Linked DNA regions of Arachis hypogaea: region 2 is linked to region 1. A link is a contact called in public Hi-C data. All regions are on one chromosome and are shown on one strand. The core of a region is the stretch at or near the end of the contact, and the rest is flanking DNA. Distances in the headings are between cores, read along the strand shown.

Evidence for each region. A called contact is a pair of places that touch in the nucleus more often than the background predicts.
Region 2: a contact with region 1 is called in a Hi-C map of an unstated tissue, with 4 times the contacts expected there. The contact joins the promoter of LOC112722475 here to the promoter of LOC112722473 in region 1. A contact is called at or near these places in 4 of 8 Hi-C or Micro-C datasets (leaf and an unstated tissue).

What each region holds. Positions count from the first base shown.
Region 1 is chr11:122,376,627-122,382,415 of arahy.Tifrunner.gnm2.J5K5, reverse strand. LOC112722473 (protein IQ-DOMAIN 31) reads right to left here and starts at 3,244. Exons shown (of 8, transcript XM_072207188.1): 1 at 2,743-3,244; 2 at 2,361-2,400; 3 at 898-995; 4 at 413-670. The coding sequence starts at 981. LOC112722471 reads left to right here and starts at 4,503. Exons shown (of 6, transcript XM_025773509.3): 1 at 4,503-4,831; 2 at 4,914-5,040; 3 at 5,647-5,789. The coding sequence starts at 4,789.
Region 2 is chr11:122,534,152-122,539,504 of arahy.Tifrunner.gnm2.J5K5, reverse strand. It overlaps LOC112722475 (ABC transporter A family member 7), which reads right to left and starts at 3,099. Exons shown (of 18, transcript XM_025773516.3): 1 at 2,932-3,099; 2 at 2,483-2,855; 3 at 1,543-1,622; 4 at 1,309-1,459; 5 at 985-1,119; 6 at 798-910; 7 at 276-440. The coding sequence starts at 2,997.

The DNA of each region.
Region 1 (5,789 bases), core at 1,995-4,494:
TTCATGAAAGATGTTTCCGTTAGAAGACATAATATCAACTATGAAATACAACAATTTACAAGAACTCACACAATCAAACCCTGATCCATGACAACTCTTTCAAGTACATGTTTTTCAATTATTGGAGACAAGCAGCAGAAAACTAAAGACAGCAACAAATATTTTTATGAAATATGGAATTCTGCCACGAGTGTCACAACAATGGGAACCAGGGAGCATTGGACTCCATGAAAGATACAGTTAAGAATTATTGAAATATGAAGAAAGTAATTATAACTTTTATTTTACAGACCATAAACGTAAGAGTGACATTAAATTGACAACTAAACCTGACTGCGTTTCAGATCAAAAGGGAGGACGAAGACATTAACAAGTTCTATGGATTCTAACAGTAACTAAATGAGTCACTTACCAAGTAACCCCTGAAAGCAGCCTGTGCCTTTGTTGCTGCTTCCTCCAGCTTTATTTTCTCTGGATCAGGTGGTGAATCTTGGAGAACAGATCCCACTGTGTTTATTTCTTGATTTTCATTTAAAACAGTTTCTGACTCATTATTCTCCAGCACCAGCTCTTCCTCATTTTTGGCCACGGTATTGGGGGTTGGATCTAAAGACAAATCAGTTTCTGATACCTTGGAAGTCACCACTCCTTCCTTTTGATTAACAAGCTTCTGAATGAAATTATAGGAATCTAAATCAGGAGTCTCATTACAAAGGAGAAAGCTAATATCAAAATAGATCACTTTTCTTGAGAAAATTAAGTGAAACAATGATACTTTTCAAAAAATACGCAATAGCCATGATTCCTAGTTTCCATTCCTATGCATAATCCTAACATAAAATATAGACAAGGTGCTGTATTAACTATTGTTTTAAGTTTTAACTATCATACTATTACCTCTCTTCCTTTTGAAATATTTGATTTCGATGACTTCTTCCCAAACAATACAGTTTTGATCCATTTTCCTGGTGACTTCCCCATTGTAAGACCAGGGCCTGTAAAGAGGCAAAAAAAGTGAACCTGGACTTTAAATTGATCCTCCTGATAATAACTTCACATAATCATATTAAAACTCAAACAAATTAAGCAACACAGAAAAAAAAAAAAAAAAAAAAAAACTTCATCCAGAAGAAATCAAGAAAGATGCCAGCTTAACAAGATCACCAAATTCAGTGACTTTAGTTAGTTCACTTAAAAAGTGCAGTCAACTGATAGTCCCTTTAGGTGGCGAAGCATATATAGGAACTGGGAGGGTAAAAATCCAAAATGTAAAAAAACCCTGCAAAATGTTATACTTCAAGAAGTAGAGCTCATTAAATTCATAAGATTAATAAATGCCTTATGAGAAATATCAAATAGACAAATTTTATAAAGGAACACTATTTGCACGATTGCATCCATTTATCAAAGTATATCTGATGATGGCATCTCATTTAATTTAAAATTATGCTAAGAAGGTAACTTCTATACTAGAAGGTAACTTCTGGCTTAAGTGATCTTGGTAATAAATAAATAGTCTTTAATGAATGACATAACAAAGGAAAATAATGAATAATCAAAACACAAGAGAATAATTATTTTTGCTAATCCTACAAATCTCAACAACGTAAGACGATAATCACCTCAAAAGCAAAAGAAGACTTAGGCTACTAATAAGAGTTAAAAAAGAGTAAAGGCTTGCAGACCATGTACACAAGGAAATAATGGCGCAATCAGCTAAAAACACCAAAAAGAGACAACATCATGTACAATTAGTAACAACTAACAAGCATCTTTTTATCCTATGCAATAATACATCATCACCGCAAAGCAAAAAAGAAAACGCATCGTTTTTTTATTTTTCAAGTTTCGACATGATGCACCGTCACACATTAACTCTTCTAGTAATAACCTTCACCGAAAACACCTCTACCACAAATTTAAACAAAAAAAAGATAAAAGGAAAAAAAAAAGTGCCATCACCGACAGTCATAGCATAATGGAAATGAAATGATGAAACTATCAAACAAGTTTGCAAGTCGAATTCAGGTTCAATCTCCCAACCTCCCACAGCAACTTGACGGAATTTCCAAGCAGCAAATCATAAAAAAAATAAAAATAAAAATAGAAAATTCAACAAGGAATGCAACAACAACGGAGATTGGAGAATGTAAAATATGAAACGTGACAGACATCCAAAGAAATCGGTAGCTCAAAACAAAGTTGAAAATTCACAAAGAAAGTATATTGGAACAAACAAGATCTGAAGAAAGCAAGAGCTAACAGATATAGAACACTGCTTAATCCACAAGTTCACAAACCAGTGTGTGAAGTTGGAGCTGGCCAGAAAAAAAGAGTGAGATTAGATCTGAGTGTTTTACCTGACCAATGTGGAACCTCTTCACTTCAAATCTACCATCCCTGTCAACCACACACACAACCAACCAACCTATCAGATTACAAATATAAAAATTACTCAATTATTTTCTTCTCAAATTTTTTTATATATGAGGAAAATATTTAACATACACTGACGACTGGGGAGAGAGAGAAAGAAAGAGAGTGAGGGAGAGAGGTTGATCCTAATTCCTAAAGCTGCATCAATTTTGTGGTTGCTTTGTTTGGTTGTTCTGTGAAGTGTGCTAGCTGGAAGACTGGAAAAAATTTGTTAAAAGAAAAAAAAAAACTGGAGATAAAAAGATTGGATAATTTGTGGGGAGGAGTATGTGTGTTTCACGCTCACGCGACAATCTTGCTCCTTACCGTTCGATGCGATGACTTGATTCGGGTTCTGAACGTTGATGTGAGATCCACGGTTTGATGGAAGGGTGAGTAGGAAAGCTAGTGGTAGATTCGATGGCACGTGAAAAGAAAGGAAGTGGGGGTGATTTTAAAATTTGGGGGGTGGTTTGTTTTTGGTAGTCGAGGGTGCAGTTACTTCAAAAGCAAGTGTTCCTTCCGGCTCCTTTAAAATCTTTATTCCAAAGCATTGCGAAATGACTGCATCACCGTCGGGACTTAATCTGGATAGCACGCGCGGCGGCACGTTTCCAGTGTTGAGAAATGTGAGCCGTTGATTCGGGAGGAGGATCAAGGAGGCAAACACTGGGCGCGTGGCGTTTGGTGTAGTGGTTTGCGTGGTGCATGCAATGGGAGCCACGCTGGCACGAGGGTCTCTCCTACCGCTCTCCCTCGTTATTGCGTCAGGACAAAGACAAACGCAGAGGATGTAAATATGTGTAATCAAGTGGTGCCATTCTATTGTAGTGTGTAGTGTGTACTGTTTATACTTTATAGCTTTCCTACTCTCCAGTCGGCACTTAACTTTGCTAAAATAGATTTTCTCAATTTCTTTTTAATTAAAAGAATAAAATATAATCTTTAATTTTTTTAATATTTTTTTATGTTTTTTATCTCACTTATAAAATATATAATAAAAAATCATATTTTATTATCTTAAGTAAAACAAAAAATTGAAAAGATCCATTCTGGCACTTGCTATTACTACTACTACACATCTACAACTTATTTATTTAACTACTTTTTACCTACATAATTGTCATTAACATGTTCATGCTCATTCAATACATTGATATATCATGTCTATTTTGTATTTTCATATTCAGCTAGAACCTAGAAATCAATTCATAAGTTATTTCCAATTATTAATTAAATAAGTTGAAATTACAAATTAAGATTTAGTTAAGAAATTAAATGTATTATACTATAAGTTACTTCCTCCTTTCTAAAATAATTATCTTTTTTTAAGTATATTAAAAAATTAATTTATTTGAACCATTTTTTTATCTAAATGTTTTAATTTTGTAATGGACCTAAAAGTTAAATGATAAGAATTCTTTCAAAAAGGAATGATCTTGTATGTTTAAGTATTTAACACCACCCCCCCCCCCCCCCCGGCCCTTTCTCTTCTTTTTCTTTTTCTTTCTCTTTCGTTTCTCTTCCCCCCTTCTTTAAGTTTATAGTTTTGGGTCCACAATATAATGTTGTGGACTTGTGGTAGTTAACAGTTCAGATCAATCATAAGAGTGAGCCTGGAATCCAATCCGGCTATCCGTTAGTGGGAAGAACCGAAGAAGTATGGGCCAAGTGACACTATTGCATTATCTCTCTCTGTAAAATTGTAAAGCAATTTTTTACCAACGAAAGGGGCCCTAAAACGGAACGGAACACGAAATTATAAGAAGAAATAACGGCTCACTTGAGTTTGAAATTTGAAATGCCAACAGCAAAGGAGCCTCATGATGCCGGGCCCAACGGGGTCCCCTCCCTCCATCTCCGGCTCCCCAGTCCCCACTAATAATCTTGACTTTGCTTTTCAAAATAAAGAATAAAAAAAGAAAAGAAAGAAAATATTAAATACAAGGTACAAGATTTTATAGGATAAAAAATGAATTTACACTAAAAAATAATAATATAAGAATTGATTTAGTTTATTGTCCAAATGTCCAATAAACACAACCATGACCCAACTGACAAAAGAGCTTCCACGTCAGCATCAAGGATGGCCCCGTTTTCTTTAGCAGTTTGCCGTTCGCTGAGAGTGGTGTTTCCGTTGGGCAATTTTGAGTTTTGGTTTCTCCCGCCTCAGAAGGACACTTGTCAACACCACAGACCACACAGCCTTATAAAACCCTCTTCGAACGCGCTTCGTCGTATTTTATATTTTTATTCATCCAAAAAACCAAACTCAAACACGAAGACTCGTAGCAGAGCAGTTACAACCTCTCAATCTCATACACAAAATAACCGTTTGCTTTGTCTGTGGTGCTCCGAACTCAATTCGATTCCATGGAAGAACCAATCAAGGAACAACCCTCTGGTGGTGTTTCTGGTACAATTGAATTGAATTTTGCTTCTAATATGCATGCATAGATAGTGTGTAATTACAATAACTGTATGTGCTTCTTGTTCAGCGGGGAACTCTGGTTCGCTGAGGCCAAAGCTTCAGCGATACGCACTGCGTTCCTCTATCAAATCCAAGGAACAGAAGCAGCCAGGTGCACTCGATCGCTCCAACTCTTCTGAATCTAACACTAAGAGGTACTTTCTTTCATTTTTTGAATTTACTTAGTTATGTCTTTGTTAGGTTTCACCTTTGGAACTATGGGATTAGAGTGTGTAAAATGAAGCGAAGTGTTTGAAACAAAGATTGTACGGATCTAACTTCTTATATTAAGAACTTGTGGAACTTTGTTGTGCGAAATTACTGAAGCATTTGCTAGAATAATAAAATATTAATATAATAGTAATAATCTGTCTGGAACATGTTTGTACTTCGGGACAAAAAAAAGTGTACTAACTCATGATCAGTTATATTTAATCTTTAAATTTATTATGATTATGTTTATGATTATCAAATCTCTGTGTACTAACTCCAACATTAAGTATGTTATTATATTAATTGCTTGGTTATTTGTATTGCCAATTCCCTCTTTTTTAAAATTTTGAGGAATTTTTTCCTTACTCTTATCGTATAGACATATCACATGCACATTGTCCTCATGTAAATTATACTTAAGTAACAAGTACATGTCTTATTTTGAATTGTGATAATGTAAATGTATCTATTGTATAGTATACGTATGTATATGGATATGTATAATGACTATATATCTATTTTAAAGAGAGATCTTATTTCATCTTCAGAGGGAGAATCACTCCCAATGTGAGTAAAAGTGTTGGTGTTCTGGATTTCTCTGGGAAGGAAAAGTCCAGTAGTGCCAAACCGCCACGAAGGCAGTCTATTCCTGCAAAATCAGTTTCAACTCCGGGCCCAAAGGTGGTTGGCA
Region 2 (5,353 bases), core at 1,850-4,349, 160 kb before region 1:
GCTAAATATACAACAAAATAAATTCTATTGTGTTCACATTATATATTGTTCAGTGTGCAAGAAACATTAAAAAGAAGAAGGCAGAAAAAACACAACATAGGGATAAGTAGGAATGTGAGGCATATTTCAAAAAATCAAAACTAGTTAAAAGAAAAACATTTTTTCAACATAATGGCAACACAACTCACTCATTTCTGTTAACTACTGTTTCATAGATACAAACAAATTGATTATATTCATAGTTGATCAATTTGTTCAGATATTTCTGCTCTTACAGGAAACAGTTGAAGGATGACCCATGTATAGAACAAACCACCCAGGAGAGAAGTTATATCAATCATTGTTGTGTCTGAGGATGCAGGTTTTGGCATTTCCTCTATAAAGTCAAATAACATCTTGGTACCATTTCCCAGCAAAAACTTCAAGAAGGCATTTGATATCTGCATGCATGCATAGATATACTAGAAGTCAGTCCCTATTGAAATATGTTACCAACACAAAATTGCTAATAATATATGTATAGAGGAATTGCTATTTCTATACCAACTTTGTAAAATTTACTGATGCAGTTAGTTTTCAAATGGTAATGACTAAAGCAAGTTTCTGTTGTTCAAATCTACTAGAGTACCAATAAATGAAGTACGTGTTTGAACTCTAGTGTTTACTTTGCTAGATAAAACAAAATGTTGGAAAGATTTTTCTGCTACATTATGTCATATACATTATTATTAGAAAACGGGATATGATGTCCAAAGAAAACAATGAGAGACAAGCAATAACAAGATTTAGACACATACCATATTTACAGAACGAGGAGTGCGGCTCAAGTTGATCTTATCTCTATTGTCATGTTTGTAAATTAAAAAGCTAACATTAAAAATATTCTTATTCGAATTTAGAAAGTCAAAAGCTGCAAAAACAACATTAAATTAGTATGGTTTTCCACAGATTAAATAAATTTAAACATAATGGTATACTAAGTACCTCCACTAATAGGATTCTTGTATAACGTGTAACCTGTTGTATCATCATCACAATCTTCAACTTGTAGCTCATCCCATATATCAGAAAAAGTCTTGCGCCATAAGGTAAAAGCCTGAGTACAATTCACCTTAACATCTAAAGAAATTAAACTTTTAATTAGTGATAAAAGCTCAAGGCATCTGATTCAAGCCATGCATATCTAACAGAGTCAGAAAAGAGAGTGTTCATCAAAGTTTTCAATGCAACATGCTCAAATAATGTCATTATCATGTCTACAAAAATGTCATTATCACAAGAAACACGTCATGTTCTGTAGTTCAATACCTCGGATCATTTTGGAGTCTCCCTCGTTGAAGTTAAAGGAGAAACTAGAGTTCACCTTACACTGATCTTGTTGTAGACGATAAAGGATATAAGAGTTAATACTTAACGCAGGGTCCACAAAAAGGGTTGAATCCAACCCAAATTCAGTTCCCTGCACAGTTTCTGATGGTTACACCAACAACAGGTTTTGAAACAGAAGACAAACGGAAGAAGCAGTAAATAATATTGACTCACCAGAACAACTGATGCCAAACTAGCCATGATATCAGACTCATTTATACTCAACTCAGTTGGGAACATAGTTCCAAATAAACCTGCACAAATAAATTTGAAAGAGAAAATAAACAAAATAAAAAAGGTTAATCAACTACATTTTTCTCAAAATGTAGTTTCCACAACATATCACTCCATTTCAGGTGACGTCTATTCTTTTCTGCATGGCATTCTTTTAGAATTATTCATCATACACTCGTGCAGTCGTGCTTCATCTAAAAGCTTAACTTTTGTGATAACTGAATTCATGATAAATACAAAACCAGCGACTTAAACTTAAACTTGAATTTACATCAGATTGCATGTGCAAAATATATAATTATATACTATGAAAAAAAATAAAAGTGATTCCATAAATTAAATTTTCTATCTGATTGAACCAAAAAGAAAAATGATTTCTCTTAAAGATTCCTCTTAAAAGCATTTAAAGAAACTAAAAACTAATATTTTTCAACAAAATTATAAGAACATATGAAGTGTCATTTTTTTTCAGTCAAGAAAAAGAAATTTTAGACAAAATTATTTGTGTATCTCTTCTAAATAACTAACTTGTAACTGTAAAATTTTTTCATAAGTCGGTGAAATTCAAACCCAATGAACTGATTTCGTGCACCTCACCCTTTGATTTTAACTCTCCATGGACTCAAAACTATCCAAAAAGATGGTTAATATAAAAGTTTTAACAATAAAATAAATTTTTAGAACATATAAAAAATATTAATTATTTCAGTGACTAAAATTTAGTGTCTAATTTATTAAAAAAATTAAAAATTGATATGTAATTTAAAAAATATAAAAATAAATAATTTTTAAATATTTAATATTTACTTTAAAATATAAATTTTAGAATTTCCACACCAAAATAGAAGCCACCAAAGAATTGACCATAAAAAAAACTTACTTTCTCCAAAAAATTGGTCAGTGCCAGTGAAGAGCATGGTGACATTGCGGGCGGCATCATTGCTGAAGAATCCGTCGCCGACGTCAAGTTGCAAAAGGGGAGGCCACTCCGGTGGGTAGGGTACGGGACACTTCTTGGCATCCTCTTGGCCCAAGAATCGGGGCCCACACACCTTCTCTGAATCCGGGCACTTGGCATGGGGCCCGATGTCGTGAACGCAGACGCAGCCTTTGCAGGCGGCGGCCTTCGTCTTCTCCTCGTCTTGAAGCGACGCTCTCTGCACGATGTCGACCGCCGTTTGGAGCGCGTAGAGCAGTACGACGAGGATCACCGGGAACAGCACCAGCCTCACGTTGGTCTTGACATCGCGTTTCTGTAAGAAAGTGAGGAAGAATTAACGAAGCAAGAAAAGAAGAAGATGAGATGGTTGGAATTGGAAGGTAGGTAACCTGGTAAGTTAAGTTCTTGCGGAGAAGAGCGTTAGCCTGTGTCCAGAAGCTAGCTGGGTTGGACATTGTTGTTTTCTGTTGAATGCAAAGTGTTTCAGTGTCTCCGCGTGAACGTAACCTTGTTATATCAGGTACTACTTACTACTAATGTACACTGCACTACTGCAGTTCCTTTTTCTCTTGTAGGTATGTTTTTCCAGGATTTTTTTTATTCAACCATATTATAATATTAAAATTAATTATTGATATAAAATATATATTAAAAAAATAAAAAAATATATATTAAAAATAAATTAAATTATATATATTTATATATAATTATATATTAATTTTAATATTTAAATAATATTTTTTATTTTTATTTAAAAATAAGTTAATTTTTAAAATATATTAAAATATAAAATATATTAAAATATTAAACGGGGATACTTTTTAAATTTTAAAAATATATTTACATCATTTTAAAGTATTTTACAAACCGATCATCAAAAAATGTATTTTACAAACCCCCGGGGATTCAGATAAAGCCAAAGAAATGCAGTGTACAATGCAAACAAAAAATATAAAGCCAAAGGATTTTCGATCCAATTTAGGGTGCACACAATGCTTCTCCACTAAGAAAGAACATATAAATGTATGGATATATGTTTCCTTCTTTTGTTTATGACATAAGAGGCAATACTAACCTTATCTGGGGTATTCAATCCAATTCAATCCAATCTTATTTATAGGGTTGGCAATCTAATTTATAGTGCTCCAGGTTAAAAGCTGAACAGATTAAGTTGCGAATAACATTGAGTGTGAATTTAGACCTAATTTAACTCTATTTATTTTTATTTTTGATATATTATAGTATATAATTAAAAATTACAGTTTCGTTATACATATAAATTTTTTTGGTAAATAAATTCATACAAATTAATTTTAACCTAACAAAACTCATTTACATAATGTGTACCTAAAATTATGTCGTTTTTTTTTCAATATTTATATTCTGCGTTCGTCCTCCTCTTCCTCCTCCTTCTCTTTCTTGTTTATGTTTCTCCTCCTTTTTCTTCATGTTCCTTTTTCTTATTCGCGTGTTTCATCCTGACCTAGACGATGGTGAAAATATTTGCATAAAACTCCGATGCCTAAATTAACAAGAGTTTTTAGTATGTTTCAATGAGATTAGATTATAAAAAAATGCTTGTTTGATAGAGTATTTATAGAATAAAAGTATTAGACTTAGTCATTTCTTGGAAATGACTCTTAGAGATCATGAGTGGTTATTTCCTTTATAATGTGGGATATCATCCCCATGTTCAGGGTGGTTACCACTTAGATGTGGTAACCAAAGTAGGGGGAGCACTTAATTTGCTCCCCAAATCAGATCGGATAAAAGTTTCAGAGACTCATATCTAAGCTAGGTTTTTTGTAGCAATTTTAGGGTTATTGGGCCAATCTTGGCAGGCTTAATTTCGAATGTAGCATGTATGTTGGACACGAAGTGAGCTGGGCATGTAGAGTGTAGCACTTTTCTGATGAGCCTCCTAGTTCTTTCGGATCACTTGGAACTATATCAAAATTAAGAAAATCGATGTATGATGTCATCCATCCCAGGTCGTGCCCCACGACTACGAGTACTTCCGAGTTGACCTCTATTTTCGAGATTGATGGTTCTTGAAGCATCTCCTGTCTCAGGCTTCTGTAGCTGCCCCAGGTTTGGTGCTTGGCAACTTTGATAGGGCGTCTGCTCTATTGTTGTCATCCCAAGATATGTGTCAGACTTTCACCTCCTGAAATTCAGATATTAGTTTGATGGTTATCTCAAGATACTTCTTCATGGAAGAATCCTTGGCTTGATAGCTCCCATTAATTTGCAAGGTAACGACTTGGGAGTCACTGTGGATTACCCCCTTTTTAGCTCTTACTTCTATTGCAAGTTGGAATCCAACCAACACGACTTCATATTTTACCTAATTATTGGAAGCTTGAAAGTCGAATTTGAGTGATAATTCTAACCTTGTGCCTCCCAAGTTTTTTAGGATGACTTCTGCTCCACTACCAATAATAAGATCCGTCGACATATATATGCCAGCTTGAGTCTTCTAACTTGTATTCACCTGCATATTCTGCTAGGAAGTCGGTTAAGCATTGGGATTTAATGCAGTCCAAGCTTTGTACCTTAGATCAAACTCGGATAGCTTTGTAGCCCATTGTAATATTCTTCATGTGAGGTTGGTTTTCTACAATATGCTCTTCATTAGATGGATGGTGCAGACTCAGACAATGTAGACTTGGAAGTAAGGTTGGAGCGGTCTAGAAGAAAGTATGAGAGCATATGCAATTTTTTTTTATCTTCTGATAGTTTAATTCGAACCCCTGAAGTACTTTGCTCGTGAAGTACACTGGAGGTTGCCTTTCTTCATCTTTTCTTATC